Linked DNA regions of Mus musculus: region 2 is linked to region 1. The links are chromatin contacts, called in public HiChIP or PLAC-seq maps. All regions are on one chromosome and are shown on one strand. Each heading gives the region's core, a stretch centred on a gene start, on an enhancer-like site or on the middle of the called end of the contact. The rest is flanking DNA. Distances are from core to core; before and after follow the strand shown. Region 1 has its middle 25 kb from the start of Gm41262. Region 2 has its middle 48 kb from the start of Gdnf.

Region 1 (5,191 bases), core at 1,082-3,581:
TCTTCCTTCCATTCTTCCATCATTCTAACTTTCCATATTTGTTTGATCTTCCAACTTATTTCCAGATCTTCTACATCCCTGTCAACAAAACAAACTAGTCTTTTAGTCACAAATGGCATAGAGAACGCAAAGTTCGAGACGGTGCTCTAGGATCAAACACAACGTGTGATTGCAGTGACATTTAGAACCCTCTGGTGGGAGTCGGAATAAGACCCTTCAAGGTCTATATTCTAATTTCTAGACCCCAGGAATATATTATCTAATACTTCAAGAAGAAAATTACAAAAGTGTTTAAGTTAAAGGCCTAGAGATAGAGACACCACCTGGGATTGCTTATGAGATTGGAGCTCTATCTGGGAGCTCTATCTGTTAGGTGATCCCAATATAACCACAAGGGTCATGCCCGGGCAGAGCTCCAAAGACTTGGACTTGACTGGGGTGCCGAGGGAATGAAGAATGCCATATGGGCAGAAAACAGGGACAGGTGGTCTGGATTCTCTGCTGGAGACACCACAACACTCCAGAAGCTCAACATGCGTATTATATAGAGTCAAAAAGAGAGGCGGGCTTGTTGCAACAGCTGAACAGCAAGGCAGGATTACTACACGCCGATCAATACGAAGGTGGGATTATGATATGTGGCTGAACAAGCAGGCAGGTATACCTCATCTCAGTAAAAGCAGTCTCTTGGGGAATAGTCTTCCGGCAGTACATATTATGGAGAGAAGCTGAGGGGGACATTTCTGGACACACTATCAATATCCACACATAGACCAAAGGAAGGCTTGGCTGTTTCCCTTTTAGCCTCTTTTTCATTCAAAGATGTTCACTCTCTGTCCATCCATCCATCTATTCATCTATCTGTTTGTCCGTGTATCCTACCTATTTGAACTTTAATTTAACACTTTAACTTAAACACTTTCTTGTTGATACAGCCAAGGTCTGAGGCTCTGGGGTCCTTGATGTGGCCATGTCTACAGCTCACATTCACTCAAGACTTTATCCACTCATGACTTCTCCCACTCCCAAACACAAGTGAGAATTTCTTTTTTTAAGTGTGGAAGACAGAGACAAGAGGTAGTGTCAGAATGATGTCATGTGGCAACAATTTGGCTGACCACTCCTGGTTTGAAATATTGAATTGGGATAAAGAGATCAGAAATGTAAGCAAATTCTAAGAATTGAGAAGGGAGGGAAGCAGATTCTATATTAGAATCTCTAGAAGAAACACAGCTTGCCTTTGTCCCATCTCAGACTTCTGACCTGTAGGGCTGAAGGCTGATGAGTTTGTTTGGTTTAAAGCCGTAGAATTTATGGGAATTTGTTGTGCCACCTGGAGGTTACATTTCTTTCTAATTATACTTACCTAATTGTCCCAAGCAATTTGGTTGAAAGGGATGATTCACAAGGCAATAAAACACCACTTAGTTTTTTGGTATTTTTTTAGTCCTTATATAAGTCTCTATATAAAATCCCTATGAAGGTACACAGCTAACACTGGATATTATCAACAATAAAGTATTTAAGTTAAAGCCTTCATGTCTTCAAACAGATTGGTAGAATACGTGGACAAACAGATGGGTGGATTGAAGGATGGGGGAACAGATGGATAGTGAACAAACTGAATTTCATCTTTGCTTTAAAGGAATGTAGTAAAACAAATTCACAAGGTTAGTAATGCTTTAATGAGCATTGTTTGAAAGAGAGGCTCTAAATACAGTGACAAATAGAGAGCTTAGGTCCTGTTCATTCTTTCATTTAGCTATGAACTGATGATCCCCTCAGCCGTAATCACAAAGGTCTAGCTATGTGGCTTCAAGGGACCATGAGGAACAGTAAGATCAAATCAGGTCAAAAGAACTGCTCAATATATTTTTAACTTGGAATGGTGTATGAGGGTAGAGCTACATAGTGTATTTTAATCTTAATGTCTTTGACCTGTACTTTAGGATGGCATTCCTCTCAATATGATTTCTGTATAAACCATTCAGTTGCTGTTAATTCAGGAGAACTGAGATTCACTTTCTCCTCAAAAAGTCAAAAATCATGAAATATAAACTCATCCTATGGTTTAAGCAGAGTTAATTCACTAGACCATGTGACAATGATTGAGTTTTATATTCCTAAGGGGTTAGAGGGTATATAGGAGGCACATAGTCAGCTGATCAGTTTCAGACAAATCTTCAGATTTGGTCCATATGTCACAGTAGTTCACTCCCTCTTCCCAGAAATGCTCTTGGTATTCATTTGGAACACTATAAAACAGTTGAGCTTTGGAAAGTCTGCATATCGTTAGTCAGCAGATGCATGGTACAGTAATCATCACATGAGCACAGCCTATCACAGACCAGCACTCCTGGAAAAGCCACGCCGAAGGAGCAAGCCCCACTGATGGGCTGCATCCTCAGATAGCCCCCTGGCCAACAGCTAGTTTGTTTTAAAAATCTGGGTTCCACCAACTGGCATTCATTGGTCAGGAGCAATTTCTCCCAATGCTGCTCCCATGACGCAAACAGACAGACACTACTTTTGTTCCATTTTACCCCCACGCCCTGAAAAGTCACAAATGCCTTCTTGATGGGCTGGCTCCTGGCACTGCGCAGCCCCCACGGCTGACTTCCTTTCTGGCCAGCTGCCTCTGGTAAACATCGCCGGGATGAGCAAGAGGGTGTGTGGGTACAGAGTACTGATATAGGGCTATGATTATGATCGTGCTTTTGCTCACCACTGTCTCAAATTGCATATTGTATTGGGGACACTGATTATTTTCTATTTGGGGAATTGCTTATCTGGCCTTAGCAACCTCAGGACCTCTACTATTCTATCCTGGAAACTAGAGAGGAAAAAAGTGTGTATTGGAGCCTTCTATGACTGGAAAATAGAGATTGGATTCTGGCCCAGCTATATCCTCACCTTTTCTCTCCTGCCTTTCCTTTATAGACTTCAGCTCAAATGGGAAGATAGATGTACTGTCTTATGCTAGGTAGGAGACAGTTTTCCTAAATACGAATTAAAAAATTAAGACTTATTGCATAAGGAAGAGGGGGTAAATGGATGATGGGTAGAGAAAAAGAATGACAAGGGCGAGTGAGACACAGGGACTGTTTCCCAATGGCTCCTTAAGTCTGATCCTGTGGAACTCTGAGTTCTACCTATGAGTCACTGAAGAAGTGGATCTGAACTTTCACTTTTCCCCTCTAGGGAGACATAGACTCTTACGCACACCTGATCTTCAGGCTTCCAGGCAAAAAGACTCTCCATGATGAACCCTGCACCAAAGTCACAGAAAAGCGAGGAATTGGCACACCAATGTGGTCACCTCAGCACAGTGAATGCTGTTCCTGGGCAGAGAGGTTGTCCCTTCACCCAAAGAGTGCTGCTCTGCAGCAGTTAGTGCTTGTCTCCGGAACCTTTCAGAGTATGGGTCTTTGCGCATCACACAGAGACACCATTGAATCAATCCATGCATGGGCCAAATTGTACTGTGGACTTGAGATCTGATCATCAGACCACTAAGATTGCTAGCACCTGATTTTCTTCCTTTCTCTGTATCTCTTGGACATTAAAGTCAGAATCCCACTTTTAAAAATCCTCACCTAGCCTTTAAGTATTCCAGTATTCACTGTGATACAGACGTCCTTCGTGCCTTGTGGTGGCTGCACCACTGCTTGAATTCTTACCAATTAACAGGGACTCAGCTCTGCCCCATACTATCCATTTTTAGTTCAAGTTCAAAATCCTGAAGGTAGAGATTCAGCTGATATGCTGAAAGCCCTCCTACTCTGGCATTCAGTAAACTACTTTATAATCCACTGTAGAGCATTCATAAACACTTCCTGAATGGTATACAGTCAAACTGAATGTCTACCTACCACTTCATAATACTCGTAATTATTTTTCTTAGGCTATCTGTGATAGGTGTTGATCGGCTCTAACCAGAAACTTATTTCATGGATCAAAGACAATTTGAAAATGGTGTTACCCCTTCTTTTTGAGTTTCAGGTGACCTTGATGTTACTAAAGTTTCACAAGAGTGACAAGTCCATTTGAGCAGAGGTTTGGATGTGGCCTTAGACTTGGATATTGCTCCATATATAGACATACATGCACATATACAGTGCATTTATACATACATATACACTGGGCATGCAAGAGATGGGGAGAACACTGGAGGAAGTCAAGAGATGCCAATCTCCATATCAGGTGTGTCCCCGCCCTGCCACCACAGGTTTATGATCTCTAAAGTCCCACCCATGCCAAAGGTTCTACTAGTTGTTCTCATCTTTCATGAAGGGCTAGAACCCAAGAAGATGAATGGAACCTGGGCTTTCTCGCTATGCTCAATCAACAGACATCCACACTAATGTCATTTCTTACATGCAACTCCAGGTTGGCTTATTGCCTTAACCAGAGGGAAAGAAAAATGTATGGAAGGATTTTTTTTTAACAGATAAAGGGAGAGATAGTGACAGAGATGTCATGGAAAATGGCCCATTCAATCACTGAGAATGTATGGAGGAACTACTATGTGTGAGGAACTGGGAGGGACAGCTGGACAATCAGAGTCCTTGATTTTACAGAGGTCGGAAATTCCTTTTCTCAGCATCACTGAAGTCAGCTGATTACATAGGGAGTAATTTCAATTTTCATTGAAGTAGACCTTACTCTAAATGTCTCCATATCATCAACTTTTTTTCCCACCCATATTCCGAGAGACCAGCTTGTCTTCTCATTGTTGCTGTTTCCCGAGAGAAATCATCATACTCTAATGCAGCATTCAGGGTTAGTTATAAACTTTATGATCAGAGATGACACAGCCAACCTGTAAAGCTGTCACCTCTGCTCAAAGAATATTGCAATTCTGTCTTTCTTCCAACTTTTATGGGGACATTAATACACCAGGGGCAAAAAAAATATGTACATGACAGGGTAGGGATACAGCTTTGATTGTAGAGTACTCAACCAGCATGCATAAAACTCCTGGTTTCTATCTCCAATGCTATACAGAACTAGGCATGGTGACCAGGTGTGGTGGAACACATCTGTGATCTTCACACCCAGGAAGCAGTGACTTAGTCAGAAAAACAAGGTCATTCTCAACCACATAGTGAGTTGACATTCATCGGCTACATGAAACTGTGTCTCAAAAATAAGAAAGGGCAAGGAGGGAAAGAATTATATAGTATGGTAT
Region 2 (5,546 bases), core at 1,166-3,665, 370 kb after region 1:
ATGCATGGCCACCTCCTGCATCAGTGACTTGTGTCATCCAGAGGTGCCGTTTTATTATTTACTGCTGTGTCTGCAGAGGCAAGCAGAGCTTGACATTCAGAGGACAGAAAATGAAAAGGAAGGAAGGTATTCCATTATTGTCAGGTCTTTACTGTCATATCACACAGTAGCACCAAATGGCATTATGTGGTCCTACAACCTAGCTTGATTCGACTCTGAACATAATTTGCATAAATATGAATAACGGTGTAAATATTTCATGTCAGAAGAGTCTCAAATGGAAAATTGCAACCAATGCATCTCTGGTAGACATGGCCTTCATACTGACTTCTTTTTTTTCAACTAGAAATATTGAATACTTTGTTAAGCATAAGAAAATAGCTCCAATTAGTAAGCTTTTTGTTTTGTTTTGTTTTGTTTTGTTTTTGTATTTTTACCAAACTATCAGGAATTGTCTTGAACAGAAATGGTCAGGGAGCCACCCAGCCAGTAAAGTTTTGCTAGCGTGAGGACCTCAGTGTGATCTCTAGAAACCATAGGAAAGAAGCTGCTTGTAATGGCAGCACTGGGACATGGAGAATCCCCGAGGCTTGCTGCTCAGACAGCCTAGTCAAGTTCCAGACTAGTAAGAGAACTGCACACAGAGAGAAAAAGTGTGGGCGGGGGGGAAGAGAGGATGGTGCCTGAAGCATGACACCTGAAGTTGTCACTGACCTCCATAAATATGAACATACATATATACATATACATATACATATACATATACACATACACATACACATATACATATACATAAGGACACATACAAACACACATGCACACATAGTCACTCTCTCTCTCTCACACACACACGTACACACACACACATGTGCACATACCCATGCACATGCTCACACACATGTGCACACTCATGAACACTCACACACATGCACATACTCTCACATACTTGTACGCACATGCATGCATGCACACACTAACAAACAAACATGTTCAGACTTGGCTGTAGTCCAGCATGTGTGGACCCTCTGTCCCATCCCAGCATGACAAAAAAGGACACAGTCTTTGTGTCACAATGATGTGATTATATTTAACATTACTAAAGTTTATATACTTAGAAAGTGGTTAAGATGGTAAACTTTATGATGTGTTTTTATCATAACAAAAAAGTGGAACACATACACTTCTAAGAAAACAAAAATGGTTCCCAGTCGCCCTTCTTCAGAGGAGGAAGCTCACTTCTTCAACACCAACAGAAGATAAACCAGGAATAAGACATTGAGAAGAAGTCTAAACCCTTGGTGCTGAAACTCCATGGCACAGTCATGGGAAGCTACATTGAAGGAAAATTGTTTACTCCTCTCTAAGTTTTTGCCGACTGACTCTTCAGGGATAAAGTAACATGGAAAACGTCAGCACAAGATTCCAGAAGACCACCCCACCCCTATCCCCTACACCCAGCCGTCACCACAGCCAAACACCACAAAGTCTTCAATGAGATCATCACACAATAGATTCTCCAATAGCCATTTTCAGATCAGGTCCCCAGGACATTTTTCCAGACCGCAGGATGCTGCTGGCGGTCACTACTGACTCTAGAACACATCTCTGAGCCTCCATTTCGTCATGAATGAAATAATTTGTTGTAACGTTCTTGAGGAGGTGAAGTGGCCATCCAAAGATAAAGTCAAAGCCAATGTCAAGTGGTGTCTTATTTTAAGACAGCACATATTTTACTCAATATTGCCACTACCATACAGCACCCTCAAGAACCCAGAGAAAGAACTACTTCATTCATAAAGCCAAATTCAAGAGGTTGCAATGGGACAAGGTTGAAGCATCACTTGTGCCTCCTCTCGAATGCTCAGCCATATCCCTGCCAGGTTCTTGAAAGGACCTGAATAAATACATCTCATACTTAAGTTCAAAATCAGAAAGAATATGAGTGCTGCACATTGTCTTGATTGTGCTTCTTGAAGAAGTACCTGTGACATCCAGTTCTAGCATCATCCAGGGCTCAGGTTGAAAGTTAATTAGCTGGGGATGGGACCCAGGGTTGGGCATTTCCAATCATTACCCCCAAATGACTAGTGCAGCCAGAAGCTTCAGAACACAGTTCTGCTTGCGTTGGCTCACCTCCCTGTGCTGAGCCACTCCTCTGAGGGACTGACTGAGTGCACAGCTTGTCTCTAAGAGCCTCCCTCCAGGCAACAGTTTTTTTTTTTCCCAGCAGCTTGTAAGATTCCCACAAGCCATGAGAATGGGCTGTATAAAGAAGAATATCACTGATGGAATTTTGGGTTTCAAAAGAGGGAATGACCCAACTCCTATTTCTTGAAGAATGCCTGCTACGACAAATGGCTGACTGTGAGGTTAGCAATGCAGCCATGACCACAGCTATGTGCCACCCAGACAGTGTCCATGAGGATGACTTACACCCCAGTCACGACTTTGACTTTTGCGGGGTCTCTGGTCTGCATTCTTCTGAGACCAGATGGCATTCCCCATGTTTGAGATATTTATGAACAATGCCCACAAAATGCCACCTCGGGGCATAGAAGCTCTTGATCACAGAGTCAGCTTATCCACACCTGCTCACTTAAGTCTCCTGGTAAGTCCCGGTGCCTTGGTTTCTTTAGAAGCAAAACAGAAACTGTGCTGCCTTGCCTCTGAGGAGAGTGGCCGGGATCAAGAGACAGGATTTGCAAAAGGCTGGGTGGCACAGTGGAGAAACCTCAGCCTACATTCAGATGCCCTTGTGTGAATTACACTCTCCGGGATTTGGGTGAAATTCAAAGTGGGCATGTTATGCCACCTGCTGTGCCTCAGAGGCTGGGTCTTGCCAACACACTCAGGGAAGAGAACTGAAGAGGATCCAGCTGCTGCTTCTCATCCTACACAAGCATTTCCGAACTTGGCCTTGGGCTGTTTGGATCCTTCCATACACTAATTCAAGAGCCCACGTGCCCACCCATCTGGAGCCATCAGCCTAGGATAATGGCTGCTGTCTCCAACAGTGAACAATCCTGGAGGAAGGGCAAGGGTCACTTCAGGGGACAGTACCGGGAGGTGACGGCTTCATAATCACCACTGAGACATTCTGGATTTTCTTCTCTGCTGCTTCTGGGCAGTGCCTCCTTCCTCATTTCTAGACTTCCCTCTTGGGGTGCAGTGTTTATTTCACCCCAGAGGGTGGGGAAGGGGATGGCTTAAAAAGCCAGCAAAGGCAATCGCTTGGGAGAGTGACCTTTGCTCAGAATCCTGCAGAGTCTGAAGTCTTCAAAGAGGTCTCAGAATAATTTGCATTCACCAATGTCTATTTTTAAAAGAACAATCTGAATGTTAAGTAGACTTCTGAGCCACGTGAAAAGACTCCGATATGACTAATTACGGCTGAAAAAGTTATCAGGATAAAATGAGGAGTTGGATTTCAGTTTCTCTGGTCTGCGTTTAAAAGACAAAGGACTGACTCTACAATTCTTTCAAGGACCAATAGAAGGCAAACGAAAACCACGAGAAGATGGAGAGTTCAGTCCACAATTACAGGCAGGGTCATTTTAGTTAGGCCAAGTTGATATTACAGTGGAGAGATTTAGGTCTATTTTCCTGACCCTTTACATAACCAAATCACTGCTACTTGCTGTCCTGGCCTACGGTTAAGTCTTTTTCTTAGGTTGAATATCTCATTTGATTTTGACAGCAACCTCCGTGAGCTCAGCGTTCACATCTCCAGTTTTATGGGAAGGGGGTTACATTCACCTTTTAAGGCTACTGTAGGAAACTGCCACAGATGGGGTGGCTTTACCCCCCAGAAATGAATATTTTTGTCTCATGGTTACAGAGGTGTGCTAGAAGTCAAAAATTAAGCTGGTGGCAGGTCTGGTGTCTTCTGAGGTATCCTTCTCCCTCAGGGTGTCCTCACGTGACCTCTCCAGGCATGTGCGAATGTCCATCTCTGCTGTCCTTTCTTGTGTCCAAATTTAATTTTTTGTAGGGGAAGGCAGTAATTCTGAGGATTGACTTCAGGGCTTTAATCATACCACCCAAGTGCCCTACCCCTCAGCTCTGTGTTCATGTATGAAGAAGAAAAATGTTTATATTGGCTCACAGTGCTAGAGGTGACATTGACTGGTCTCATTACTTGGGAGACCATAGTAAGACAGAACATTGTGGCAAGGATGCTATGGTAGAACAAACTGCTTATCTCATAGATGCCAAAAAGACTGAAGAGCGAGCTGGGGTCTTACCCATAGCTTCTTTCAAGGGCATCCTCCCAATTACCTGGAGAGCTTCCTTAGCAAGACTTTCCTAATGATGTCACCCTGGGAACCAAACTTTCAACATGTAGGACTTTGAAGGAATCTCAAGATCAAAACCCTAGCAAGGCAACATTTGTAAATAGTTACAGTCTTAGGTACTGGGGTGAGAGATTCCTATAAATGTATAGATGGCACAATTCAGTCCATGATAGGGGCACCGAGGCTCACAGACAGACAGAGATAACTCAATTCAGCTCACACAGTACATGACAGAGCTGGGATTCCAGCATAGGCTGATAGCATTCCAATGTATGATTAGAGAACACGGACCCAAGGATGGAAAAGCTAACAGAACTCTGCATAGCTACTACAGTATATCCTAGTACCAGTGGCTGAGTGCCCCTACCCACTCAGGGACTCCTGTTTCTGGTCTTTAGAACACAAGGGCTTTGAGAGTAGGTTTCTAATGCTTCCTCTAAGGCTACTCATCTTTCTGACATGGATTTGCTTAGACACAGCATTTTGGAGACCTTTTTCTGCCTTTGCTGGGTTTCATGAGACATGAAGATCCTAACTATGACTTGCGCAATGCCCAGTCCTTGATTGCCTAAGCTCCCCAGTTATAACATTGTTCTTATAGGTAAATACAACCTGCTTGACAAGTGTCTGTCTGCTTTGCCACAGCACATGTTATGATGCAATGCTCGGGTGCACTGAGGCGAAGATGCCTGCCAAATATCTCAGTGATAAAAGATCATCTGTTGTTTTTGTGTGTGTGTGTGTGTGTGTGTGTGTGTGTGTGTGTGTTCTGCTGTTTTGTTTATACTTCTATAGCACTCTATAAAGGAGAAAATTGAAAGATGACTTCACATAAATTAAAATAATAATGCTTACTGTTGAGTTTAGAATGACCCAAATCTTGGAAGACCCAAATTCCAGTCATAGTAAGGTTAGGATTTCACATCTGGCCTTGAAGTAGATGCTTTAGGCTTCACTGTCAGGCAAAGGAGAGTTAACTCTCTTAGTTGACAGCCAGTCTGAGATCTGAGTAGAGAAAAGAACAGAAGAGAGAAAGGCTCAGGGGATGGCCCAGAGGCTAGCCTCTACTTCCTCAGAGGCTCCTTGGCTCTGAGAAGGCCCTGATCAGGAAGAGGCTAAATTCCAAAAGGACTACACACTTCTGAAGTGAACAGGGAGGTCTATAACATGTCTTTGTTGTGTTTTCTTATTTCAGATCACACACATATTTATATTTAATTAAAAAAATACTGAATTAGAATCTCAGAGGGA

The links. HiChIP or PLAC-seq counts read pairs in DNA pulled down with a chosen protein or histone mark.
Region 2: a contact with region 1 is called in a CTCF HiChIP or PLAC-seq map of the NIH/3T3 cell line, with 5 read pairs. The contact joins two enhancer-like sites. A contact is called at or near these places in 1 of 15 datasets of contacts at CTCF or cohesin (the NIH/3T3 cell line), 1 of 484 Hi-C or Micro-C datasets (the G1E-ER4 cell line), 2 of 115 datasets of contacts at active chromatin or transcription factors (embryonic fibroblasts and embryonic stem cells) and 1 of 9 other capture datasets (embryonic stem cells).

Annotation. Positions count from the first base shown.
Region 1 is chr15:7,490,865-7,496,055 of GRCm38.p6, forward strand. No RefSeq gene overlaps it. Among named protein-coding and RNA genes, the nearest start is that of Gm41262, 25 kb to the left of the region's middle. Within about 2 kb of position 2,332, at least 25 of the 459 cell types and tissues checked have an H3K27ac peak or open chromatin away from gene starts, as enhancers often do. A contact at or near this core is called in the NIH/3T3 cell line, where this site is marked.
Region 2 is chr15:7,860,641-7,866,186 of GRCm38.p6, forward strand. No RefSeq gene overlaps it. Among named protein-coding and RNA genes, the nearest start is that of Gdnf, 48 kb to the left of the region's middle. Within about 2 kb of position 2,416, at least 42 of the 459 cell types and tissues checked have an H3K27ac peak or open chromatin away from gene starts, as enhancers often do. A contact at or near this core is called in the NIH/3T3 cell line, where this site is marked.